7 separate regions of the Mus musculus genome follow, and all the other regions are linked to region 1. Evidence: chromatin contacts called from public HiCAR-type, HiChIP or PLAC-seq and promoter capture Hi-C data. All regions are on one chromosome and are shown on one strand. The core of a region is the stretch at or near the end of the contact, and the rest is flanking DNA. Distances in the headings are between cores, read along the strand shown.

Region 1 (3,655 bases), core at 755-3,254:
CAGACTCTGGATTTGTAACTGGTCTTTGGTCTACCAAAAACAAATCCCCATGAGGTTCTTGTGGTATTAAGAAACCCATCCAGTGTTCTAGTTCAGTGGTTTTGATTAAAATCCGATATAAAATCCATGATATATATATCCGCTCCAAGCTTCCGAATATATATATATATATTACACAATGCACCCTTTTTTAATGTTTATTTATTTATTATATGTAAGTACACTGTAGCTGTCTTCAGACACACCAGAAGAGGGCATCAGATTTCATTATGGATGGTTATGAGCCACCATGTGGTTGCTGGTATTTGAACTCTGGACCTTCGGAAAAGCAGTCAGCCCTCTTAACCACTGAGCCATCTCGCCAGCCCTACACAATGCACTCTTAATCTCATTCAAGTTAAAAGTTGTTGTACTTGGTTCAGGACTGATGTGGTCTGCATCTAAAGAACAAATGTCTGTACAAAAGACTTGAAAATGACCTTTATACCCTAGAAAGTCTGTGTATACACACCCAATCTGAAGTAGACAGCCACTCCATAGTCCCAGCTACCATATAGAAATGTAGACAGCAGTTTTCTGTCCATAGAAATCTGATTTGTATGGTTCTGAGTTCTATAAGAAAGCAGGCTGAGCAAGGCAGCATCTCTCCTCCATGGCCTCTGCATCCGTTCCTACCTCCAGGTTCCTGCCCTGTTTGAGTTCTTGTCCTGACTTCTTTGGTAATGAATAATTTGGCCGTGTAAGTCAAATAAACCCTTTCCTCCCCAGCATCACAGCAATAGAAACCCTAGCTAAGACAGCAGCTAACTCAAAGTGTTTATTCATTCTGGAACAGTACATTGGGAGGATGGGGAGTTATATAAATGAACTGGGGTGCTGATAATGGGTAAGGACAGAGCTCTGATTGTCTCGCCCAGGGAACTATTAAGTCGGAGCCATCAGCGATGGGTTTCAAAGCAGCGGACACAGAATGACATTGAAAAGATCATTTGGTACTTGATGGGGGCAGGGCTGGAGAGTCAAGCGGTGAATTTGAAGTCTGTCATTAAGCTAAGTGAGGGTAAAAGGAGAAATGACAAAGGCCTATTACTTTGTTCTTTCTCTAAAAACTGTAAGCTTCAAGACGCAAGTCTTGCTGTACTCCCCAGCACTCTGAAAATTGCCACACGGAATTTGTGGGAAATGAACGAAGGCGTGGTGGTGGAGGTATTTTGAAGGGCTAGACTTAAGGGTCAACAGGCTTGAGTGAAGTAGTAATAAAATTTAGGTAACACTGAAAGCCGTTTGGGGATCCCAGGGTTCTGTCTCTGACGATTTCCCTTTGAAGGATACTTGGGGACCAGGGAATCTCAACGAAGAACTGATGTACACTGGTTTTTTTGTTTTGTTTTTCTGTTTTTATTAAGACCTTGGAAATGTTCTGTTCCTGGTACTTCATGAAGCGTCCTTGGTCTAGGAAAAGAACAGTAAGTACCTTTTAGGACTGAAAGGTGAACTAACTGAAAATGGAGGGCTGTCTGTTCTCCTTTAGTTACAAGCATTCCCTTAACGCACAGCTAAAAGCACTGCTAGGCTCTCCGACCCCGTGAGAATTATTTTCAGGGTTGGGTAGGAACAGACGATCCTAGGCTCAACCAAGACCGCTCCAAGCTTCCGAACCCTGCCCTCCCGGAGCCCGCCCTGTTCTCACACATCCCAGCCCTGGGGCGGCCACCTCGGCCCCGCCCTCTCTTCTTCCTCCTTTTCCTGCTCCCCCGCCCCACTTCCTTTCCCTGCGTCCGCCCCCTCCTCGCTCCCACCCAGGCTCTGCGTCCTCCCACGACCGCTCCCTCTTGGTCCTCCCTGACATCCCCTCCTCCTGGCTATCACCGCCCTTTTCAGGAGGACGGAGCAACCCCGTGCCTCATTCACCCAATGAGGAATCGACTCAGGGTGGGGCGGGACTTGGGCTAGAGCGGAAGTGGTGGCCAGAGCGGAAGTGCAGCTGCCGCCGCCGCCACCGCCGCCGCCGATTCCGGAGCCGGGTAGCCGCCGCCGCCACCGCCGCCACTGCCCCTACGGTCGCTGCCACCGCCGCTGCCGCCAGCCCCGCCTGAGGAGTGAGCCCGGGAAGGACGCAGTCGCTGCCCTCTGATCTTCCCGGAAGCGCCTTTGCTCCCTCCAGTCCTCCGCGGTGAGTGCGGCGTGGCTCCCAGGGGCCCCAGCCCAAAGCCCCTTGTCGGGCTGCGGCCAGGCTCACTGTCGCCGCCAGGCTTACTGCCGCCCCTCCCCGCTTCCGGCCAGGCCTGCGCCTCCGCGGGAAGCCCGGGCTTCTCTCTCGGCGCGCCGTACGGGGTGCGGCCAGGCCTGCGCGGCTGGGGACCGCTGGGCCGCAGGCTCCCCCCCTCCGGCACCATCTCTGCTCGGCGCCGCCCCTGCCTGCTCCCTTCGGGCCCCGAGCCATCCTTCTGGGCCTGTCAACCTCTCTCATTCTTTGTGGCTTTCAAAAATTGAAATGTTAGTCGAAGGCGGGCGAGTTCCCGAGCCGCGACGCCCCTGCCGCACTCCCCTGGATGAGTAAGGGTTTAACCTTGGCGACAGCTGGGGCGAATCCCTCTCCCACTTTGCAGTAAAGCTGTTTCATCATCGCTGGTGTGGGAAACCCAGCTGGACCCGAGATTCCCTGACAGCAGGGTTGAGGTTTGAATTAAGAAATGGATTTATCTGAACCTTTCACTGACTCAAACCGGATTCCCAATGGGGTGGGGGAAGATCAGGCTGAGAATTGAGTCTTTTCTCTTGATATTTGTCGTCTTTTACTGCCAGAATCTCGTGTGTCCATGCCCCAAATTCATCCATACACTTTTTTGTGGCATATATATATATATATGTGTGTGTGTGTGTGTGTGTGTATATGTTATATATTGTTTGAAATTTGTCTAGTAACCTCAGTGTTTGAGGAAGGAGTAGGCAAGATGTGGACCCTTTTTTGCAAGATGAGCGCATCTGGGTCTGTTGCAAATGGAGAACATGCGTGCATCGAGGATTCCAAAGGTGGCAGCGTTGGTGAGAATTTGCCAACCTCTGTAAAAATGCATGGCTCATGTCCTTGCCTTCAGTACATTTTCTCTGGTGAGACTAGATAGCACTGGACTCTTGATTTTACTTGCCTGGTGTGGGAGGTGGAATCTGGCAAGATGTTACAAATCTCTAAAATCCCGGGAGCCGGTGCAGAAAGGTGTAGCGCTTAAGAGAATATGAAAATTACATTTCTCACTGTATCTCAGGTGTTCCTGTGAAACCATACAGACACACAGTTTATGGGACTGAACACGTGCTTACTCAGCATCTCACATCTAGCTGCTGGAAATTTATACGAATATTACTGGGATCTTGGTGGATTTCTCTTGACTGCCTCCAGTGCAATCCATTTCTTTGGGTTGCCCGAGTCTTTTTAAAATTTTTTTATTTTATTTTAAGATCTATGTCCTTAGCATTATATAGCCGGCAGATACTGGTTTGTTTGTTTGTTTGTTTTGTTTGTTTGTTTGTTTTTTTCATCCCCACCCAAGTTAGAATTTTAAGCATGACCTTAGAAATGAAAGGCTGGAAATTCAGTACTAAATGCTAAATTATTTTCTTAGCCTCTGCCTTCTAACTATAAGAAACCATTCAC
Region 2 (3,655 bases), core at 742-3,241, 660 kb after region 1:
GGTTTGAGGGCACCTAAATTCATATGCATGAGCTCAGCCCTACACTCATATACACTTAATCAGGAAATAAAACAAAAATCTTTTGAGGAATAAAAGTAAAATTATCCCAGACCTGTATACACACACTCATGTACACACACATATACACACTCATGTACACACTCATGCACACACTCATGTACACACACATATACACACTCATGCACACACATATACACACTCATGTACACACTCATGCACACACATACACAGAAGTTATAAACAATCATGTTTGTCAGCTTCTACTCTTTGCCAGCTTATGTGTGGGCGTTTTACCTGCCTATATGTCTGATACTTGCAGAAGCCGAAAGACAGTGATCTTACTTTAACACCTTAGCCAGCCCCCTGAAAGGTTCTCTGGATCCTGGTGATGCCCAATGCCCTTCCGTTGCACACTGCTGGTATTCTTAACCATCCCAGAGAAGGGGAGCAAGGACACCCCCAACCCATATCACAAGGATGATGCTGACACAACTCCAGGCACAAATTACCTAAGCCAGCCGTAAAACTCATGCTTTACACTCCCTTGTCTACAGGTGACAGCAGACTGACAGCTCTTTTGTCCAAATTTGGAACGGAGCACAAAAGAACAAAACAAAAAACAAAACAAAAAAAAAAAACAGAGTTAGGGTTGACTTTTGTGGTAGCAGAGTTTTGGGCTCAGTTCAGGAGCTACGTGTCAGCTCACAGACTATTTCTTTGGCACTCTCTCAAGTGAAAGCACTGGGCTGTGTTGATGTAGCCGGCACCTCTGTGTGGGCTGGGGACACTGTGTGTCTTCCACAGCTTTATCTCTGATCCAGAACTCCTCGGCCACTGGGTACAGAGTCTTTCTGAATCATCCAAGCTCACCTACAGGAAGGGAGTCAAAGGCACCTGCCTCTGTTGGTAGTGATGTTTTTTGAGAAATGGTCTCACCATGTAGCCCAGGTTTGACAGCCCTCTTGCCTCAGCCTCCTGCACGTTAGAACTGCAGGATCGTCTTCGGCTTTGGGTCATGCATCCTCTTTTACTTCGCATCCTGCTCAGTGTTGGTTCTCCTTTGATGGGCCAAGTACAAGCTAACACAAACGCTCTCCAGGTTTCACAGAGGTAAAGAAACTGGATAGGGAAGGTGTTTATAAAAGCTAAATGGCCCTCTAGCAAACAAGGAAGGAAACAGAGGGATCAACCCTACAGTCGGGATCTTGCCACAGAATCGTTGCTTGGTGGATGGAGAAATGTGTTCACCAAATGCCTGAGAGAAGGACAGTAGGAGCTGGAGAGGTGACACAGGGGTAAGAGAGACTGCTGGGCAAACGTGGGACCTGAGTTCAGATTCCAGCACTCACATTTAAAAAAAACCCTAGCAGTGCCACATAGACCTGTAGCCCCAGTGTTAAAGGCAGATGGGAAAAGGGAGCATTAGCCACATAGGCAGGATGAAAAATGGCAATCTCCAAGTTCAGTGAAAGACTCTATCTCAAGGGGATGAGGTAGGGAGTGACAGAGAAGGGTACCCAATGTCCTCTTCTGTTACACACACACACACACACACACACACACAGATACACACACACAGATACACACACATACAGATACACACACACACACAGATACACACACACACACACACACACACAAAGAGGTCTAGCACTCTCAAAGAGCAGACTCCTCTCAACTTGGCCTACAGGATTACAGGTGTGTGTGTGTGTGTGTGTGTGTGTGTGTGTGTGTGTGTACACTGGTGCTCTGCACAGTATATGCTAAGACTGCACACACTTGGCCAAGGAGGACGAACCGTACAAAGACAGAGCTCGGGGTTTGGAAGCCCCAGTGTGACAGTGTGGGAACACACTGAGGGGAAACTGATGAGGAGGAAAATGGTACCTGCTGTGGTTTGTAGTCTGTTCCCCAAAGGTTCCTGTGCTGGAGCCGTGGTCCCCAGAGTAACAATAGTAAGAGGGATATAACCTTTAAGAGGTGGGGCCAAGCCGGAGATATGTAGGTCCTCTGGTATGCAGAGATGGGGGTGTGGGGCATGAAGGTGGGCATATTGGGGACTGAGAATTCAGAGGCAGTGGGTGGAGAAGGTTGAGAACGGATAGGATCAATACACATTATACACAGGTATGAGGTTGTCAGAGGATAAAGAAAAGATATTTTAAAAAGCCAGGAACAAAATTTCAGAGTCTTTACGGTGCTGCGGATGGATCTGGATGTGCAGACTGTAACCATCTCCTGGGCACTCCTCAATCCCTGCTCATCCCTTCCTTGCCTGCTGCCCACAGCCCCACCTTGCTCAGCCTTGAGCATCTTGCAGAACATCGTGAATTAGGACATACATGATGGTGTGTGTGTGACATAAGTGAAATCACTGACGGAAAGGCATCTTGGGAGACGGTTACAGGATTAAATAAAAAGGGCAGAAGATGGGTCTGAGCCAAAACGAGACTCTGTGTGGCGTGCCCGGGGAAACTGAGATAATAGCGAACCAGGATCGAGGCTGGAAAGGCGGCTCGGTGGTAATGAGCACCTGCTATTCTCGCAGAGGACGGGGGTTCAGTTCCCAACTGTGGATAATGCTAGTTCCAGGGGATCTGATGTCCTGGTGTCACGTGTGGCGAGCACGCGCGCGCGCGCACACACACACACACACAGACACACACAGAGTAAATCTTTTTAAAAATGAGTCTATTTTATGGACACTAGAGGTAAACATCAGAATTCCTCACCAACCCTAAGACTCACAGCTTCAGCTCCAGACAGCCCGGCAGGACCCTGAGAGCCTTCTGTTTCTACCAACAATCCCGGCTCTGGCTCACAGACATTTGCCTCCAGGTCAGCTTTATCTGCAAACACTTTACTCAATCTCCTGAGCCCTAAACTATATATATCGTGAGGAAATTATGTTAGCGCGAAGAGGGGGCTGAAAGAGATCTCGTTTATGAGAAAAGCCACAGAGAAAAAGGGCAAGGGGCAAGAAAAGGGGAAGAAACAGGACGGCTACTGCTCTGCCCTGATTTGGCCAGCAGAGGCAGTAGAGAGGCCCCGTCCTGCTGTGGGAAAGTCTGCCATCCAGACTAGATCTGAGCTCACCGCCTGGGTCGCAGTTATGCTGTCCAGGAATCTGCTGCTCTTCCTTGGTGTGCTGTTGCTGCTTTCCCTAGCCGACGGAGGGGTCCAGCGAAGGCAGAGATATGAAGGTAGGTGGTTGGATGAGTAGGGTTTGTGGGTAGCTGGCAAGGAGCAACTGAGAACAGACCCAGAAGGGATACGACTGCATACTCTGCTCCGCAGTACTGTCCTGACTCTGGGTGACCACGGCCCCTCAGCTATGGTTCCGGACACAGTGATAAGGTGCACAGTGAACGTGCGATTCTCACCCTTTGTTCCAAAGATTCAGAAACAAACGGTGATGGAAGGGGCCCCATGGTTGAAAATCCAGGGGGCAAACTTTCGTACTTGGGAGGGCTTAAACTCTCAGAGGTGTTCAGTGGGGAAGAGGGGTGTAGAAATGGGCATAGGTGCAGAAACCAAAACATTGATCATGAAAGAGGTAGGGATGGAGTTGCCACCTGGGGTGGGGGGTGGGGGTGGGTAAAAAGTAAATGATGAAGAGGACAGAACACTTCAC
Region 3 (3,655 bases), core at 408-2,907, 600 kb after region 1:
CCCACTCTAACCTCTTCAACACTCCTCCATACCTTCTTCCCTCCATCCCTGCTACCCCCCAGCTGCTGGGGCAGAACTTTTCAACACTGGTGACAATCACCTGTTGGCCATGGGAGCTGCCCTGTGCTTTGTGGAACCTTTAACAGCCACCTTGGCCTCATGTACTAGACATCCTGGGCACTCCATCCATCTCCTAACAATCCAGACACTCTCCAGACCCTGGGAATGCCTCCTTGGGAGTAGACCCTTTCCACTACAGCCTCTGTTTCCTTTGTTCTAGCTATTCAGTTATGTCGTGTTGCTGTTTTCCTCTAGAGGGCAACATTGCACAGTGATTCCTCCCCCACCTGCAGCTGGGTTTTGGAATCCTAACTCTGCCGGGAGTGTGTGTGTTGTGGAGGAGAAACAGGATCCTAAATACATTGTATACAATTTTCAACGGGTTAATACAGGTGTTATCGTAGAAAAATCTTTAGTTGGTTGAATGCTGGTAGCCTTGTGATGGTGGGCACATTCTTTAAATTCTGTGTCTTCTAGTTTCAAAGAGGGAAGTTTACGGACAAAGAGCTATATACAACTAAGGGGTGCTAAGTTCAGGAGAAATAGTCTTTCCCAGGGAAGACCCCCCTAATTTAATTGCTTATCCAATACCAAATGGTCAGCCCTGAAATCATATACATACAGAAAATAATAAACAGACACAGCAGGCTGTATTTATTTAGGCTCTCTCTCTCTCTCTCTCTCTCTCTCTCTCACACACACACACACACACACACACACACACACAGATAACAGCAACAATTAAAGAAAAAGAGGCCGTAGTTTCAGACGGAGTGGGAGCAGGTATGTAAAAGGAATTGGAAGGAAGAAAAGGAAGGGGAAAATTATATTTTAATGTTTAAAATTCCAAAATTTTAAATTAAAAGAATAAAACAGGAGTGTTGATAGGACTTCCTCTCGTAGAGTTCTTGTGAGGATTAAATGAGATAGTGAACACAAGCAAATGTTAGCTAATACCTGCAGAGCGGTCACCGTGGGGGGAAGCTTTACTCTGTCCTGTTTCTTCACCACAAAGCTGTAGGGCCAAAATTCGTTTAAAATGAAGAAATCAAGTTCCAGAGAGGACACGTGGAAATTAAATATTTTGCTCAAGATCACCAGGCTACCAACTCTGTACAACCCACCAACTCTGACCCCAGAGCCCCCAGACAAATATGTCTGTCTACTTCTTTAAGAGGTGAAAGGTCTTCCCATTAATGTTGGAACCATAACCCTTCCTCACCTCCCCTTTTTAAAGGGACTTTGAAGGTGTTTCCCCAGACCCCTGTCCCTGTATCAACACAGAGGTCGTTGTAACACTAAGAGACCTTATAAGTATCTCTCTCCTCTCCTGAGCCACACCCAGGAAGGAGCTGTAGAAAGGTGACCCACACCTGAGGAATTGTTCTTTGTCTCTTCCTTCCAGTAAACTTCCCTTTCTCCCAGACAACACTAGAAAAAAACAGTACTTACTGGGAAACAGCAAGTCAGCTAGACTAGGTCCCTGGACTCTTGCAAGCAGGCCAAATAGCACAAGAATGCTCACAAATCCAGAAAGCTTCATTCTGGCGAGGGGCTGGCCTGGCTGGTAGTTCTAGAACATGGAAATGTCTGCTGCCTTCGCCCATCCGATTCTCTCAGTAGGCTGTACCTTGGCTGTAAGAGCTGGAGAAAAGCCAGTCACCTACTATCTTGCTGGGAACACCAAGTTCTCGAGATCATAAGTGGAGCTAATGACATTCACAGCCCACATCTATGGAGAAAGCCTTTCTGCTTGGACTGCATAGGGCTAGCATTCTGGTCAACCAGGGTAGTGCCCAAAGTGTACTCTACACCATCCATGCTGCACTGAGGGTCAATGCTGTCCTCTTGGGCCTTCATCTTGATAACTCAAAGTTAATGTGGCATGCCCTCTTTACCATTAATTTACCACTTTTAAAACACTCACTCCGTTAAGCACACTCTCTATTGTCTTAATATCTCTTCATGTTTATTCCCATGGTAGGTCCAAGGTCTCTGTGTTCCCTTCTCCCTCTCCCACAGTTTCTTCCCACCGTTTTCCCATTTATCATCTCTCAGGGACACTTTTTTTTTTAAATGAAGGCCAAAGAGTAAAGAGTTGCCAAAGAGAGCACAGGACTGGGGAGAAACCAGGTGGATAACAGAGTCTTTAGATAGCATTTGTCACAGTGTTGTTGAATGTTGCAGAGCGCAGGGAGCCTCCACCACATGACAGAGTGTTGCCTGAGAAGACACTGAAATAAAGACACGGGTCTGAGAGACTACAGCTGAATCAAGGACAACACTGTAGAGCTGCTGGATACTAAGTGTGCTGTCAGAAGAAGGGTGCACACGTGAGCAGCCCCCTCCTAGTTGTGCATCTCCAGTACCAGCTGCTGAACACTGGGCTAGAAGGCAGAGAAGCTCTCTGCGAAAGGGAAAATATTAACAGCCAGATTCTACTTTCTTTCCCTGTGCTGGTAACATATTGTGCAGGTCATTGTTCTCAACTTGTTTTATGTGATAGCTAAGCACACAGCCTCATCATCGGGATCAGAGGCAGAACCCCCATGGAAATCCCATATCAGCAGATTTGCAATGTCACTTAAGGATTATTTCTCAAAAATGCTAAAATGATTTTGCTGGGGATTAAGCCCAGATCTGCATAGGCTGGGAGACACTCTCCCATGGACCTACAGCTCAGGTCTTAGAAATAGAATTTCTACTAGACAACCTGATCTTCTTGGACTTCTGTATTCTCTCAAAGACAGCCAGCAGGCGAAAACTTGGTGTTTCTAATCTGAAAGACCCTGGGGTATTTTATCTTGCAGCAGGATTATGTGACCCAGAGCAGAAAGGATTCTAACAAGTATCACCCAGCCAGTGAATGTGCGAGACAGGATTCCAGGGCACCGAGTCTGTGAGTCTCCACCTCAGGCCACTGGCTGGTGATGAGGATCTAATTTATTGTAGACTTGAAGGAAAGAATTGTAACCCTAGTCCGAAGGGAAACAAAAGTAGCCCATGTCAGTAGAGACAGGCTGAAGGACTACGGTTAAAACACTTCCTGATGACCCCTGAAGGCTAAATCTGCCTTCTTCCTTAAACTCTCTCAGGGGATAAAAAAGATGCTAACATGTCCAGGTTATTTTACCACATTCTATTTGACCTGTCTGAGTTGCATGTCAGTACACGTGCATGTCATTTTCCAAGCAGCTGACATGAAATGCATGTCTTTGGGGCCTAGGATGTATCTTGGGTTTGGACTCCTTCTAACACTTAATTCATGGAACAAACTGGTTAGGACACACTCAGCCGGTCCTTGCCTTCCTTTTCTTCTTTCTTTTACAGAAGGTCGTAGCCTTCGTATACCTTCGTTCTAGGAGAAATCTGCTCAGAATGAGTGACTTAGGAAGAACCAGAACACACTGACCTGTAGGTGGCAACTCATGCTTCTCCATCAGACCAGGCCCTGTTGTGTGGATGGCTCCCAGCATTGCTCCTAGTGCATCTGACTGCATTGCTAACTTGGACATCTGCTCTCCCAGACAGGCTCTGAGAGCCATCCAGCAGGTCACTGTCTAGCAACTGGTCCTTAAAGCAGGACAGGGTTAAG
Region 4 (3,655 bases), core at 440-2,939, 560 kb after region 1:
AAATCATTCCCTCCCTCCCTCCCTCCTTTCCTCCCTTCCTCCTCTCCCTCCCTCCCTCCCTCCCTCCCTCCCTCCCTCCCTCCCTCCCTCAGTCCCTCCCTCAGTCCCTCCCTCTCCCTCCCTCAGTCTCTCCCTCTCTCTCTCCCTGTATCTCTCTCTTTCCCTCTCATCCTTTCTTTTCCTTCTCTCATGAATATTCTTCCATGCTCATGGAGCGGTGCCCAGAGTTCTGGACCGTTTGTGTGTGACTGGGGTGTGTGTGCATGTGTCGCGGCTGGAGGTCAGAGGACACCTTGGCAGAGCTGCTTCTCTCTGCATCCCGTGGTCTCTGGGGCTTGAACTCAGGTTGCCAGGGCTTGTAGGGCAAGCGATTTTAAGTGCTTATAACCCTCTGAGCCATTTCAGAAACCCAATACATTAACTTTTATTTTTAAAATTTTATTTATTTATTTATTGAAACAGGTTCTCACCTTTTAGCCCTGGCTTGCCTGGGCTGACTTCAAACTCAACAGATCTGCCTGCCTCTACTTCTTAAACTCTGGCATTAAAGGCATGCCTCACAATAACATGCAATTCTTTTTTCTTAAAAACTCAGGAGTATGTGTGGAATGGGGTGGGTGGGTTTAATATTGATATAACCGAAGCCATAGGAACAAAAGGTACCGTCAAGTGTCTTTTGATTGATGGGCTGGGCTCCCGCCAGCTAGTCACTCTGCCTTACCAAACCACAGGTTTTTAATCTGCAGAATAGGAGTGATGTTTCTGAATCCATAGTACTGCTAAATAACTGCAAGCTACTTTCTAGTGAGCTCCAGGGCATGCCCACTCCACAGAGCACGGATTTAAATGTACTGGGACCAGTGGTTACTAGGAACAACGGGTCAGTAGAGCACATGGGACAAGGAATGATGGTTTCTCTCATAAGGAGAAAGCATGCCAGCTTAGCTCTATGACACAGCATTCAGAATGTGGCTGCTTCTCCAGCAGCATCTGGAATCTTGCTAGAAGTGTGTACTCTCAGATTCCACTCAGACCTGTTCTGGAGGTGATCTCATGTAGCCCAGGTTGGCTTCAAACTTGCTATGGAGTCAAGGATGAGTTTGAATGTTGGATGCTCCTGCCTCCCTCCAGGTGTGTACCACTGGGATGCTCCTGCCTCCCTCCAGGTGTGTACCACTGGGATGCTCCTGCCTCCAGGTGTATACTACCAGGATACTCCTGCCTCCCTCCAGGTGTGTACCAAGAGGATGCTCCTGCCTCCAGGTAAGTTCCACTGGGATGCTCCTGCCTCCTGGTATGTACCACCATGCCCACTTTATGGAGCTCTGGAGACGGAACCCAGGGCTTCCTGTATGATTGGCAAGCAATCTACCAACTGTGTTATAATCCTAGTTCCCCACAAGCTACACTCGAACAAGCCCTCCAGGTGACTATGGTGCAGGCCCAGTTCTGAGGGCTGTGTTCTGAGTGATGATTGCTTTATGAATCTTAGGACTTGCTGCCAGATCCAATACTATTTCTGAGAGAATTGAGAAGGTTCTTTTCTTTATGTGAAACTCCATTTTTAAACATTGGCAACTAGTTCAAAATTTCGAAACGAACCGTGTGAGCTAATAATATACGGGCTCCAGCTGGATCTGCCACCCCCTGCTTTCTGCTCTTTTCTTTCATCCTCTGAACAGTCAGTCCTACAAGATGTTGCAATGATGCTTGCTTTGTGGAAGACGTCGTAGATCCTGAAGGTGAAGCACTGCTCTGAGCCACACGCCAGAAGCCATTCACTCCTCACTCGCAAGCCCATACTGGTGCCCCTGCTCTTCTTGTGTATGCAGAAGAGAAACTGTATGCCAGCCCAGCTCAGAATCTGTCACCCCCAAATAAACCCGACCTTAAGAACCTTCCTTCCCATCTTCTACCTGCCTTCCCCTCCCCCTCACACTAATCCACATTCCGGTAAGAGAGGGGCCAGTCAGCCAGGGATCCTATGAGAGTTTGGGAGGGGTTGGACCTGATGATACCCAGTCCAAGGAAGCTGGAAGAAATTCGTGTGCGGCCGTGCCCAGGAATAAACATTCAGTAGCCATTTGGTCCACAGGCTAAACCAGTTGTTCACCAAAGTGTCCTCCATGTGCCCTGGGTTTCAGTTGCCTGCCTACAACCAACCGTGACCCCACCTAGCTCTTACCTTCCTTGCGGTTGACTTTCTCTGAGCTCAGAGTAAATAGCCTCAGCCCCTCCCAACAATGGCATGTCTCCGGTCCCCGCCTGGGCCTGCAAAGCTGGAGGAAACCTTTTCGGGCCACTTTACCAACGTCCTTCTTTAGCTCAGCGGTTGGATGCACTCATGTCGGCAAAGGCTACCCATCTGACTTAGAGCTTTTAATGTTGCAGAAGTCTCTCGTCTCCAGCAGCAGAATCCTCCGGGGCCTTACAGACTCTCGATCCCAGGAGCCAGAAGCCGCTTACAGGGTGCTTCCTGTGTAACTCCCTTAGTCATTGTTTTGGCATTTGCAGGCCCAAGTCCCCTGTTATAAAGCAGAGTGGGCCCTCACATCCTACCTGACATTTTCTCCTCGCAATACTTGTCTTAATTTTTTTGTTTAATTTTTTTGTTAATGTTCTAATTTTTAAAAAAAATAAATAATATATCTTTATCACATTCTCCCCCTCCCCCGACTTCCTGACCCTCCACACTATCTTCCTACCCACCCAACTTCCTGTTCTTTCTCTCTCACCACCCTCCCGCTCCCCCCCAAAAAATTGAAAATCAAATCAAACAAAAAACCCGAGAGAGACATAAAATGCTGAAACAAAACAAAAAGAACACACACACACAAAAGAGTTCATTTTGTGTTGGCCCACTATCCCCTGGCATGGAGCCTGTCCCAGAGTATGGTTGATATAGCCAAGCAACACTGCATTGGAAAAAACTCTCTCTGTCTCTGTCTCTGTCTCTGTCTCTGTCTCTGTCTCTGTCTCTGTCTCTGTCTCTGTCTCTGTCTCTGTCTCTGTCTCTCTCTCTCTGCAGGTGCCTATGGCAAATAGCTCAGCTAGCTTCTTAGTTAGGGCTGGGACTCGATGCCCACTTCCTTTCTCAGCACAGGGATTTTGTCTGCTGTGAACCTGTGCAGGTGTTGCTTCTGCTGCCCCGGCCTCTGTGAGTTCTTACGCGTATCGGATGATACATGTTACACCTGGAAGATTCTGCCCCCTTGGAGTCATCTGTCACCTCTGTCTGTCATTGCCTCTTAGTGAGGTGACCTTGGGTACCACTGCTCTCACAACTGTGTCATACTGCCCAAGGACGGCAAGAGAAAGATGCCAGAGAGCTGGCCAAGAAAGATGAAGTCACAGAAACAGATCCTGGGGCAAGGCTGACAAGGAGCCCAAATCCAGGTCAGGATGTGCTCAGCGGGACCTAGTCCAACGACAGAGCTCTGTAAGAAAGGTCCTGACTACGAGTTTATGATCACCTAGTCCAACAGCAACAGAGCTCTGTAAGAAAGGTCCTGACTACAAGTTTATGGTCTTTGAGATGCTAATCTTGGGGTTCCCTGGTCAGGAAGCCCTTCGGGAACAATTTAATAAAGGTCTTATCAAACTGCTTCAAAACACTGAACCCCAGTAACTTACATCAGAAACACAATGTGTGGAG
Region 5 (3,655 bases), core at 476-2,975, 560 kb before region 1:
ACAGAACCCAGCTTCTTTGGCCTTCCAATCCAAAGACTAGTAGCTCCCTAGGCCTGCAGAGCCCTGTTAGAAGTGCTGAAACTTCACCCCCACAGACTAAGCAGCTTCTGAGCTCCCAGGTTCTCCAGCATGCAGACAGCTGCTACAGGACCATTCAGCCTGGTTCGTGGAAAGCGATCTAATAAAAAACCTGGGGAGACCAATTAAACAATGAGACTCAGAAAAAAATGCAGCTCCAGGCTCCTGGCAGCCATGGCATAAAGGAAAGAAAAAGTTCCACAGAAGTTCGCTTACTTTAGTAGAAGAAAAAAATAAATAAATAAAAATAAAAATAAAAATAAAAATAAAAATAAAAAAAAGACCAGCCACGTCTTCAACACTGTCTGTGAGGTGAAGTGTCCAGGACTCCGAAACAGCAAACAGTGAGGCCTGCTCTCCCAGTTACACTAACTCATAAGAGCAGGGTTCGACAAACGGGCTCACGAGACAGGGGTTCTTAGTAAAATTGGCCTACATAAGTACATTCTGTGACGTTTGCAGACATTGCCCAAGGATATATTTCTTATAACTTCTCCCACTCTTTAGGGGCCAGCAACTGTATTTTTCAACTACTATCTCGGGGTCCACTTCTCAAAGGTAAATTATGACATTAATAACATTCATATTCTGGGACTGAAGAGGTGGCTCAGCTATTAAGAACACTGGCTGTTCTTCCAGAGGACTGGTGTTCAAATCCACATGGTGTCTAACAACTGTAACTCCAATTCCAGGGGATCTGACACCTCTTCTGGCCTCCGAGGGCACTAGACATGCATCTGGCACCCAGACATATTCATGCAGACAAAAACACCCATACACATACAAATAAATAAATATCTAATAAAATATTTTCCAGGGGAAGCATGGGTATGCTTAGGTAACCTTACCTAAGTTCCAAAGAACATTTAAAATCTCCTACAGGAGAGGCACAAGGGCTGTCTACAGACTCCTACCTGGCTACATATCCTAGGGTAATGGTGTCACCTAGGATCCCACCAATGGTACCCCTCCTCACCTGGGAAAGTCATGTCTACATAGCTAAGACACATGATTCCTTTAAAGAGCTTGAGTTGCTGCTTGCAGGACTGCTGAATCACGAGCCAGTCCCGTCCTGTATGAAGCCAGCCTTGAGTTTGAATCTCAGCTCCACCAGTTAGCAGCTCTATGACCTTGAGCAAGGTCACTTCTCCTCTGAGCCTCCCTTTCTTCCTCTGTAAATCAGGCCAAAGGGGTAGACCGCTGGAAAGCCCTTAGTGCCTGTGCCTGGGCAGAGAGAAAGTGCCGATGTGGTTAACAAATTACAATTCATCCCCTTCTGCTGTTGGAAACCCTTTAGGAAGGGGAACATCAGAAAATGGAGTTTCAAATAAAGCTATCTCCAGACACTACTTGTGAAAAAGGGTTAACAGACCTCTATACTGCCATTTATCTAAACTAAGAAGTGTTTCCGCAAGATTGAGAGGCACAAATGCGTAATTATGGTGAAGTCTTTGGCAGGTGACTGACCAACTGTGAGCGCTCTGGGGGGCTTGGCCCGGGTTTCTGCAACCTTCCCTCCCTAGGGCCCTCAGGGAGGACCTCCAGCTGGGAGGAGGAGGAAAGAGCCCCGGGATCCCCTTGCCCCTCCTCCTGCACCCAGTGAGTAATGACATCGCGGGGAGGGGGAGGAGGAAGAGGGGCAGGCTCGAAGAGGCCATGTGATGCTGGGCGCCAGCGAGCCGCTGCCGAGCCGCCTCCTTCCTCCTTCCTCGGATCGCGGGCTGTCATGGCGACCCCCAACAACCTGACCCCCACCAACTGCAGCTGGTGGCCCATCTCGGCACTGGAGAGCGATGCAGCCAAGCCGGTGGAGACCCCCGACGCGCCCGAGGCATCCAGCCCCGCCCATTGGCCCAAGGAGAGCCTGGTTCTGTACCACTGGACCCAGTCCTTCAGCTCGCAGAAGGTAGAGCGGGCGCGGGGTGCGGACAGGCGACTGGGAGGGGACCGGAGAGAGAGGCAGGTAGCACCGGGGGTCCCCGGAGGGAACTGTCCTGAGGGGCCGCAGAGCCCTGCCCCAATGCCAGGAGCATCTCCTTAGGCCTCGTTTCCTCCTGGGGACACCTGAACAGAGAGACAAAGGCCGGGGACAGACCTGCCCTGCCGGCAAGCGGCCTGATGGGGCTGAGCAGAGGAAGCCTCACTTTAGGCCAGCTTTCATCCCATCCACTGTTCCAGACACTCTCGGGCCACAGCTCTGAGGCCCTCGTTCTAGCAGGGGTCTTCTTCAGTCAGGGACTTAGGAAGTCTTTCCTCCCGCCGTCACCCTTTCTCAAGAGCTGAGAAGGAAGGAGTTAACCCATCCCCTCAGAGCAGCTGGCTTGCCCATCAGATTTGTTTTGCTCTTAAAGGCACAGACCGGCTTTGGCTCCTTAGACCACTTAGAACACTCCCCTCCTTTCTAGGGTAGGGGCAGTTGAAAGTACACCTTAGTACTGTCACCGGGGTTTCCGCTTTGTAGGAGTGAGATTAGGCTCTGCGCCCAATACCTGGTGGTTCTAAGGGACTCAGTCTCCCACCCTGCCTGGGTAGCAGTCCTGTCTGTAGCCAGTGGGTTCAGCACCATGGCCAGAGCCCAGAACTCGTTCTAAGGCATAGCTGTTTGTTACCTGACTACCCCAGCTCCCCACCGCCCTGTCCCATGCCTTCATTTTACACATGGGGGCCGGCAAGTATTGCTGAAGATAAATGCTTGGGAAAACAAAGACTTGGATTTGTGTTTTGGTCCAGGTTAAGTTTTATAACCTGAAAAATGGGATAGTGATAGAGGTAATAATAGCCACCAGGAACTTGAACCCCTCAGTAGAGTTTCTGGAGGGGCTGTTTAAGGGGTGACACAACAGTACTCCAGGCTGGCTCTACTCACACCCCACTGTGCCTTGAAATCACTTCATGATCCTGGCTAAGACACAGCCTGCCAGAATCTGCCCCAGATGGCTGTTAGTCTAGAGGCCCACCTAGGTGATACTGAGAAAGTTGGGCTACCTATCACTCTTTGGTCTCCCAATTTAGAGTCCTTGAGTCTGAGATTAGCCAGGGAGAGCCCAGTGGGAGAACCATCTTCTTCGCTGGCCCACTATGAAGCTTTGGATGCCTCGGTTTACCTCTCCAAAGGCTAAGCGCTCTGATCTGTAAAGTGGAATAAACATTGTCACTTCTGCAGGGGAGCTACCGTGAGGATGATGTGAAATTGTGTAGAGAGAGTGTTGCTGTTGATGCCTGGTAAGGGATGGAGGGTCTGTTGATAAGGGTGTGAGGATTTGTTAAAGTGTTAGGGGGTGGAACAGGGATCAGCTCAGTAGCAGAGCTTGTGCTTAACGTGAACGAGGCTCTGGACTCAAATCTCAGCATCAAAATAAAAATTGCTAGATAAAGAAGAGTCGAAGCTAGCCAAGGTCACTCTGAGACCTGTCCATGCATTTTCATGTGCTTACCAAGCACCTACTTGCTTGCTGAGTGTGTCCTGGGTTGTACACGACACTGGGGATTTGAAGATGGGTCAGACTGACCTCCAGTTCCCAGAACTCTCCCAATGCAAACCTTCTGGAAGCAGACCTCGATGACTGGGATACAATAT
Region 6 (3,655 bases), core at 632-3,131, 530 kb after region 1:
TAGACCAGGCTAACCTTAAACTCAGAGATCTGCCTGCTGCTGCCTCCCGAGTGCTAGAATTAAAGGCAAGTGCCTCCATGCCCACATCTGCAAGGTCAGAACCTGCATGGAAAGAGACCTCAGAGGACTCTTACACATCTGTGAAGTAAGTGCTTCTGCTGAGCCTTTTGACCCCAGCAGCCAGAAGCCTGAGCCAATGAAGAGCCAGGCAACAGATGTGACCCTGCCTCCTCTCCTTCCTCACTCCTCCCCAGTCACACCAGTTCCCCTCAGCTTAAGTTTGGAAAGTCTTGTCAGCCCTCTGGCCACACAAGAGCCTGGCCAGGTCAGGAACAAGGCTTGCTTCTGCTCTGACGCTGCATCAGTTCTTGTCCTTTTGCTCACCCTAGTGGCCGGGAAGGGTGACACCAGCAACCCATGGCTCACCTCTGTGGTCAGAAAAATAAGGGTGCTTCTCTCCTGGGCTGATCCTGCAATCTCTGCTCACTCTTTATCCATGCACATCTTGTAGGCAGGACAAACTGTAGGCCAAAGGTTTCGTGGGTGGGTTGGTGTCCCCACCATCCAGTGGAAGTCATGCGTGGCTACAGGAAATGGCTGTTTCAGGTTCCATATCCCCTATTGATATGAGCCCCCCACCCCCATAGATTCCTGGGAGTTTCGTAGGAGACAGGGGAAGGAGGGGAAGCTGAAATCGGGATGTAAAATTAAAAATTAATTAATTAAAATAAATAAATGAAATGAATAATAGAAACGAGGATGCTTCTTGGACTCAGGAGGCAAGGGGAGAGCTTGGGGAGAGTCAAGCTCTATCTGGATATTTAAACTTTTAAATATTTAACCCATCCATCAATTAACTTTGAAGTGTATTCTTTCTCTGTAGCCTAGGCTGGAGAGGCCTGCAACCCTGCTTGCTTTAGTCTCCCAAAGGCTGAGACTCTTAAGTGTGTACCACCAGTTCCAGGTTCTCCCTGGACTTTTCCTGGAGAATCAAGAAGTTTTAGCTCTAAGGACACTTCAGGACTCTAAGAAGTTTATCTAATCAAGCACTCCTCAGAAAGCCTAGGAGGACCCCCAGCTTCCATCCGAGGCTGTCTGTATTCTTTGTCGCTGCCCTTCCCTGGCTGCAGTCCCTCCCTTGAACCTCACTGTGGTATGATAGAAAATAAAACAAAACAAAAGAGAAGAAAAACAAATATTCGAGCTCTGTCACCAGTTCCCAGAAAGGTTCTCCAGGGACTCGCCGCATTTACTGGTTTGCATATGCTAATGAGATGACTCAAAGCTGGAGCTGAAGAGCCTCCGGATGTGGGCTGGTTGCTGAAAACCCGCAGACAGGTGGTTAAAGCTTTAGCAATTTCAACCCCGCCCTTCATAATCTCCAAAGAAGCCCTGGACTCCTGAGATGGAGTTCAATTACCAATAGCCAATGAGGGACGCAGTCATACCTACGTAACAAAACCTCAGTAAAGCCCCTAGCTTGTGGGTTTGGAAAACCTCCAGGTTGGCAAACACAACCCTGTGGTTGGAGGGAGGCGCTCCCTGGAGACACCGTGGGAGCTCCCTTGCCCCGTGCGTCTCTACATCTGGACTCTTTTAGAGTTGTGTCCTCTAATTGTAACCTAGACACTGAGCGAAGTGCCTTCCTGAATTCAGCAAGGGGATTATCAACCTGAGATGGCTTGTGGAACCCCAACTTTTAAATACTCAATAGTCAAAACTAAGACTAGCCCCTGGTACTCACAGTGGTACCTCGTAAAAGCATCTGGCTTGCCAGTGGCTCAGTTTTCATCACCCAAGGCGGCAGAACTGTGTGGCGGCCACTACCTCAGAGACTGAGAAGAGTCTTAGAAGAGTCTGGCGGTTTCCAGCTGCTTCCTGAGCCCTTGGGCTGTGGGGTGGAGCCTTTGGCCGTGCATGGTGGCACACGCCTTTAATCCCAGCACTACAGGAGCCGTGGGAAGGAGCTAGTGAGCAAGCTGAGAATGGGGTTCGGTACTCTAAATCCAGGGACCTGCCTGGAACAGTTTTCTTTGGTGTGACTTTATTTAAAAGTGGAACCTAATGATGACAGAAGTCCCAAAGCCACAATCTCATAAAAAGCATGGATTTCAGTCCTTACAAAAATAGGACATCTTCAAAATTCATGGCAACCATTTCCCCAAGGCAATAACTGTTCCTTTAAAAGTATCGATCTGCTAAGGCTGTGTCATGTCTGTGTTCTATAAGTACTTATTCGCTTTTTAAAAACCTATCACTCGTGTGTATGCCTGTGCAATGTGAATGCATGTGCATTGTAAAGCACAACTCTGAACGTTGTAGTGGCAATTTTTTTTTTCCAGACTGTCCACAGCAGCTGATTGTGATTTGCCTCGTGCTCTAGCAAGGGCAGAATTTTTCCAACTGTAGATAGTTTCTGCAATTGTGTGATATTTGGAATTCTAGAGCCCCAGTAGGTGGGGTGGTGGGTTGTTGGTTGGTTGCTTATGGTTGTTGTTGGTCTCAGTTTGTTAAGTAGTCATACACAAAGAAAAAGAAAGAAGAAATCGGATATCCTGAGGGCAAGGATGAAACTTCCTCCAAGGAACTCCACATCCCAATCAGCAGGAAGTAGTCTAATGGTAACATCACACCCTTTTTCTTCTATCCTGTTTTCTCTCCCCTCTAGTGTTAAGGAGTTGAAAGGGTGGGAAAGGGGTGAAGGGTGAAAGAAAGAAGAACCCATAAAGTAGCAAAGGCTACAGAAGATTCATTCTCCTTTCACTGTGTGCCATGGGAGTCAAGCCCAAGTTGTTCAGTGTGGGAAGCAGGTGCGGCTGCATGGGCCAAGATGGCACTCTGGCCCATTGCCAGACCCCGTGAACCCCGCATGTTTACTGCCTTGCCTGAGCATGCGCAGTGAAAAAGCATGCATATTCCTCGTGATCCGGATCTGTCAGCCTATCTGTGACCTACCTGAGCTCGTGCCTGGTGTGTGTGTGATTCTGATTGGATGAGGTGGTGTGGAGCAAGATGAGGTCAGTTGCCGTGAGTATAGGAGAATAGCCCTTGCTGCAAGAAGGAGGAGTAGAAGAGGCTGCTGGGGAAAGAGCTGTAAGGGGAAAAGCACCAAGTAAAGAAGTTGCTGCGTGAACCCGCCTTGGTGTCTGTGTCGTTCTTATCTCTGTGGGTCAGAGACAGTGGCAAGTGGTGGCCCGTACAGGGAACTCATCGTGTTGGTCAGCAACAATGGTAAGTAAAGAAGCCTTTGAAGTTTTTGGTAAGAGCAGCGGTAGGAAAATTTTGGTAAGAGCAGCGGTAAGGAAATCTTGGTAAGCAGCGGTAAGTAAAGACAGGCTTCCCAGAAAAAAGGGGATGGAGCATTAAGGTTCTCAGGAATACAGACGAAGGGAATTAAAGAAAGCACAGGTCTGTCAAGTTCCCGGGGGTGGGGGTGGGGCGGGAGGGACGAAGCATTAAGGATCTCAGATATAGAGACAAAGGGAATTTCAGCACGGGGAAATTTTGGTAAGCAGCAGTAAGGAAATTTTGGTAAGCAGCGGTAGGTAAAGAAAGCATAGGCCTGACAGGTTCCCCGGAAAAAAGGGGACGGAGCACTAAGGATCTCAGATATAGAGACAGAGGGAATTTAAATGATATGGGTTCAACTGCGACT
Region 7 (3,655 bases), core at 597-3,096, 520 kb before region 1:
AGCCACACTTTACACAGCCCCAAAGTTCATGTCTGTTCGACCACACTAGTGTTCTATTCTACAAAGCTGGTAAGTCTTATAAGGAAGAGCTTTACCGGCTGGAGAGATAGCTCAGCAGTTAAGAGCACTGACTGCTCTTCCAGAGGTCCTGAGTTCAATTCCCACAACCACATGGTGGCTCATAACCATCTGTCATGGAATCTGATGCCCTCTTCTGGTGTGTCTGAAGACAGCTATAACGTACTCATATACATTAAATAAATCTTTAAAAGAAAGAAAAGAAGAAAGAAAGAAAAAAAGAAAGAAAGAAAGCGAGCAAGCTTTAGTTCAAGCTACAAGACCATGGTTTGAATCCTGATTCTGACTCTTATTTATCTTCAGGCCTCAGTTCCCTCAGCTAGAAAAGCCAAAGGCACCAAACCGTTTTTAAAATCTCTTCCAGATCCAGTGAGTCACTGCCAGTTCCCTCCCATTAATCAGCATCATGTCTTGGAACAAAACATTAGAATCCATGGCTACCCCTAAACAATTGGCGTGCCAGGCTGCTGGGCTCCTGGTTCATTAGGCCAGATACAGCAACATCTGCCATGTCTGCCTCCTCTGAGCTCATGAAAGGTGGCTGACCTGGAGATCTGGGCAGAAAACACCCACCAAAGAGATCTGGAACAACTACCACCCTTACACTCTATTCTTAGACCAGCCACTACGAGTGGGGAAGGATGAAGGTGGGCCAAGGACAGGGCTCTTCTTCCCTAGGTTCCAGTAGTTTCTCAGACGCCACCAAAGGGCCCATTACTAAAACCTTCACAGGCTTGACAAGGAAAGCCTCGTTAAAACCAAGGTCTGTCAGAAACCTGACTCAGTTGCCCAAAAGAGAAAACCGGGTTTGAAGTAGATTAACAAGAGAGGCAGATTGTCCACAAGCTGGAGACACTCACTAGTCTGAAGCATTAAGCTCACATGGATGGAGCAATTTCATCTTCCAAACTCCCTGTCTAGCTCCAACGGAGTGTTGTGCAATAAACTTACGATGTAAGTGTTTCTAAAGGACTAGGAAAGAAATAAGTGGAGTTTGAGAGATGTCCCAACGAGATCGGCTGGGGTTGTTTTCCTGGGTGACTGCCATGCACTTTAGAGTACTGAGAAAGTCCAAGGAGATCCAGGAGAAAGGTCACCAGAGTGAAAGGTTTCACGCTTGCTTCTACTAACATGGGGCAGGGATGGCAAAAGCTCTTGGGGTGGTGGGTGGGTCTAGAGGTGGTTCTTTAAGTCAACGGTGGGATTTTTGCCACAGTGGTTAAGAGAGGGGTGTCTGACTAGCCGGCAAGAGGAAGGTGACATCTCCCTGAACAGGACAGGGGCAAGCGCCTAACTCTGGGGGCGGGGGAATAGCCGCTCCAATGTACCCACTGTCACTTATAACCCACCCGTCACCGACTCGATCCTCCTATCGGAATGCTCACATACTAGGCGCGAATGTCACTTGCTTTCCCAGGGTCCCAGTGTCGCGACACGCGCGCGGACGCGCCTGTCAAGACAGGGCTCCCTCCCGATGACTCGCCTGCCCCAGCATCCAACTGGCTTCTTGGGGCGCGGGGGCCCGGAGCCCGATGCACTCACACGTTGAGGACGTTGCGCTTGTTGCTGAGGTAGCTCTCGGGCAGCGGGGACAGCTCCTTGACGACCGAGCCCGCCAGCATGGCGGCCACCAGCGCCCAGGGCAGGTGGCGCCGCACCGTCGCCCTCACCAGCGTCCCGCGGAGAAACCACGCGCAGCGCTCCAGGTGCTCCATGCCGGTCCTTCTCGGCTACCGTCCGCCTTCCAGAGCCTTCTCGGCCACCGTCTTACCCTTCGCCCGAGCTGGCACCACCACATCCCCTCTGGGCGCATGCGCGCTTCCTGCAAGCTCCGCCCCCTAGAGGGCGTGTCTCCCTCTAGTGGCCTTGATGGGTCTCTGCAGAGTGCAGGTCTGCATTTACCTGCGCCGCTTCCACTCATCGCCCCCAAGCTACTGGCTGAGATCACTGCAGGCTGCTCTTTGCCTGGGCAACCTGCTCCCCTCATGTTTGTGGGATGGGATTCTCGCTTTCTTTATCTGCAAAACAAACAAGAGACCCACCTTTCTTAAGAGCTAGTTTGGGAGTTCCGTATATTGGGTCAGTTATAGGGTTTTTCAGATGAAATTTCTTTGCAAAGTCATTAATAAATTTAAATCTTATTTACTTGTTTTGTTTTCAGACTGGGTTTCTCCAAGTAGACCTGGCTGACTTGGAACTCATTCTGTATAACCAGGGTGGCCTCGAACTCAGAGATCCCCTAAACTTGACCTCCAGAGTACTGAGATTAAAGTCATGTGCCACTTCGGGTTTTGAGACAAGTAAGGGCACTTGTTGCCAAACCAAATAACCTGGATTCAGTCCTTGGGATCCACATTGTGGAAGGCAACTCCCATAAGTTGCTCTCTCCACATTGTGGAAGGCAACTCCCATAAGTTGCTCTCTCTCTCTCTCTTTCTCTCTCTCTCACACACACACACACACTAAATAAATAAATAAATACAGATAAATAGATAAGTAAATAAATGTAAGAATGAATCAGCTGAAAAAAAAAAGGATGAATCAACTGTGTTGTTGACTGAACATCTTGGGCTCCCAAGGTTTGCAGAGCTCACATGAGGTACTGGTGACTCAGTCACTCAGTTTTGTCCCTTAGCTAAGCTCCTAGCCCGTAATGTTAGGTGTCAAAGTCAGGGCTTCCCAACCATGAGTTATTCCTTAGTGACTGTAGTTTATAGATTAGCACTTTAAAATCAAGGTGAAAACTCAAACCCATCACTTTCTAATTATTTTACTATGTTCTATTATTATTTATGTTCTTGTTTGTCTATTTTGAAACAGGATCTCTTACGTGACCCTGGCTGGCCTGGAACTCACTTTATAGAGAGGGCTGGTTTTGAACCTGTGTTGTCTTCCTGTCTCAGCCTCCCTCTTGGGTGCTGGGATTACAAGCATGTCCCATCACATCTGGTTTATCTATGCCTGAGCCTACCTGTATCCATTGTGCCTCCCGGGAACACCTCTGTGCTCTCTTCTCCCTTCTGTGATATCACACAGGAAGCTTGAAATCAGCCACAATAGAAGTATTTGCACTAAGGAAATTGGCAAGTGCTACAAATCAGGCCTGTGTTCTGTCATCACCTGTCTTCGTTGAGCTGTGACTCCATTTGTCAATGTGTGGTTGAACTGAAATCACAGGTGAACCGTGGAGACAAATGTCCAGTAAAATCAATAACATTGTAAGCATCGGCGAGTTATATTTACAGTGAGGAGTGCCATGGGAGCTGGGACTGTAGTTCAGTTGGTAGGATGCTTGACTAGTGTGCACGAAGTCCTGGGTTCAATGCCTCGCACTGCATAAACTCTGTGTGGTAGTACCTGACTGTAATCTCAACACACCAGAGGTAAAGGCTCAGCCACACAGTGAGTTCAGGGCAAGCCTGAGATACATGAGACCAATCTTCTAAAAAAAGAAAAAAAGTGTTGTGTGTTTCATTTTCATGTACACCACTCTTTATGCTGAGAGGTTTTTATTTTAGAAAGTTCTTAATAAATGTATATATGTATATACTGATATATTTTCTCCAGGAGAGCTCAT

What was found. Promoter capture Hi-C pulls out the DNA fragments that hold promoters and counts their contacts. HiCAR-type assays count read pairs that join an accessible place to other places. HiChIP or PLAC-seq counts read pairs in DNA pulled down with a chosen protein or histone mark.
Region 2: a contact with region 1 is called in a promoter capture Hi-C map of liver, with 3 times the contacts expected there. The contact joins the promoter of Wfdc9 here to the promoter of Ywhab in region 1. A contact is called at or near these places in 7 of 39 promoter capture datasets (the C10 cell line, hippocampal neurons, liver and 3 more) and 2 of 115 datasets of contacts at active chromatin or transcription factors (bone marrow-derived macrophages and large pre-B cells).
Region 3: a promoter capture Hi-C map of hippocampal neurons shows a contact between it and region 1, with 4 times the contacts expected there. The contact joins the promoter of Eppin here to the promoter of Ywhab in region 1. A contact is called at or near these places in 4 of 39 promoter capture datasets (the 3T3-L1 cell line, cranial neural crest, hippocampal neurons and 1 more) and 1 of 115 datasets of contacts at active chromatin or transcription factors (large pre-B cells).
Region 4: a contact with region 1 is called in a promoter capture Hi-C map of hippocampal neurons, with 3 times the contacts expected there. The contact joins the enhancer-like site here to the promoter of Ywhab in region 1. A contact is called at or near these places in 4 of 39 promoter capture datasets (the 3T3-L1 cell line, hippocampal neurons, liver and 1 more) and 1 of 115 datasets of contacts at active chromatin or transcription factors (pancreatic cancer cells).
Region 5: an HNF4G HiChIP or PLAC-seq map of pancreatic cancer cells shows a contact between it and region 1. The contact joins the promoter of Gdap1l1 here to the promoter of Ywhab in region 1. A contact is called at or near these places in 5 of 39 promoter capture datasets (the C10 cell line, cranial neural crest, erythroid cells and 2 more), 4 of 484 Hi-C or Micro-C datasets (CD8 T cells, the HPC-7 cell line, liver and 1 more), 3 of 115 datasets of contacts at active chromatin or transcription factors (large pre-B cells, microglia and pancreatic cancer cells) and 2 of 9 other capture datasets (adipose tissue and liver).
Region 6: a HiCAR-type map of astrocytes shows a contact between it and region 1, with 2.3 times the contacts expected there. The contact joins the enhancer-like site here to the promoter of Ywhab in region 1. A contact is called at or near these places in 3 of 39 promoter capture datasets (the C10 cell line, neutrophils and pre-B cells), 3 of 484 Hi-C or Micro-C datasets (CD4 T cells, neutrophils and uterus) and 4 of 115 datasets of contacts at active chromatin or transcription factors (astrocytes, bone marrow-derived macrophages, embryonic forebrain and 1 more).
Region 7: a contact with region 1 is called in a promoter capture Hi-C map of 3T3-L1-derived adipocytes, with 11 times the contacts expected there. The contact joins the promoter of Fitm2 here to the promoter of Ywhab in region 1. A contact is called at or near these places in 11 of 39 promoter capture datasets (the 3T3-L1 cell line, 3T3-L1-derived adipocytes, the C10 cell line and 5 more), 1 of 15 datasets of contacts at CTCF or cohesin (the NIH/3T3 cell line), 4 of 484 Hi-C or Micro-C datasets (B cells, CD4 T cells, erythroblasts and 1 more), 2 of 115 datasets of contacts at active chromatin or transcription factors (embryonic stem cells and large pre-B cells) and 2 of 9 other capture datasets (adipose tissue and liver).

The regions. Positions count from the first base shown.
Region 1 is chr2:163,993,193-163,996,847 of GRCm38.p6, forward strand. Ywhab (tyrosine 3-monooxygenase/tryptophan 5-monooxygenase activation protein, beta polypeptide) reads left to right here and starts at 2,005. Exons shown (of 6, transcript NM_018753.6): 1 at 2,005-2,173.
Region 2 is chr2:164,652,975-164,656,629 of GRCm38.p6, forward strand. Wfdc9 (WAP four-disulfide core domain 9) reads right to left here and starts at 1,992. Exons shown (of 4, transcript NM_001160414.1): 1 at 1,909-1,992. It overlaps Wfdc10 (WAP four-disulfide core domain 10), which reads left to right and starts at 3,072. Exons shown (of 2, transcript NM_001039501.2): 1 at 3,072-3,224. The coding sequence starts at 3,134.
Region 3 is chr2:164,591,914-164,595,568 of GRCm38.p6, forward strand. Eppin (epididymal peptidase inhibitor) reads right to left here and starts at 1,658. Exons shown (of 4, transcript NM_029325.2): 1 at 1,513-1,658. The coding sequence starts at 1,603.
Region 4 is chr2:164,556,977-164,560,631 of GRCm38.p6, forward strand. Gm14317 (predicted gene 14317) reads left to right here. Exons shown (of 3, transcript NR_152178.1): 2 at 1,132-1,263; 3 at 1,683-2,754. Among named protein-coding and RNA genes, the nearest start is that of Wfdc2, 3.9 kb to the right of the region's middle. Within about 2 kb of position 1,690, at least 58 of the 459 cell types and tissues checked have an H3K27ac peak or open chromatin away from gene starts, as enhancers often do. A contact at or near this core is called in hippocampal neurons and pancreatic cancer cells, where this site is marked.
Region 5 is chr2:163,436,742-163,440,396 of GRCm38.p6, forward strand. It overlaps Gdap1l1 (ganglioside-induced differentiation-associated protein 1-like 1), which reads left to right and starts at 1,726. Exons shown (of 6, transcript NM_144891.2): 1 at 1,726-1,984. The coding sequence starts at 1,805.
Region 6 is chr2:164,520,635-164,524,289 of GRCm38.p6, forward strand. No RefSeq gene overlaps it. Among named protein-coding and RNA genes, the nearest start is that of Pigt, 25 kb to the left of the region's middle. Within about 2 kb of position 1,882, at least 218 of the 459 cell types and tissues checked have an H3K27ac peak or open chromatin away from gene starts, as enhancers often do. A contact at or near this core is called in astrocytes, bone marrow-derived macrophages, neutrophils and 3 more, where this site is marked.
Region 7 is chr2:163,470,783-163,474,437 of GRCm38.p6, forward strand. It overlaps Fitm2 (fat storage-inducing transmembrane protein 2), which reads right to left and starts at 1,847. Exons shown (of 2, transcript NM_173397.4): 1 at 1,621-1,847. The coding sequence starts at 1,793. It overlaps 2310001K24Rik (RIKEN cDNA 2310001K24 gene), which reads left to right and starts at 1,763. Exons shown (of 1, transcript NR_028122.1): 1 at 1,763-2,221.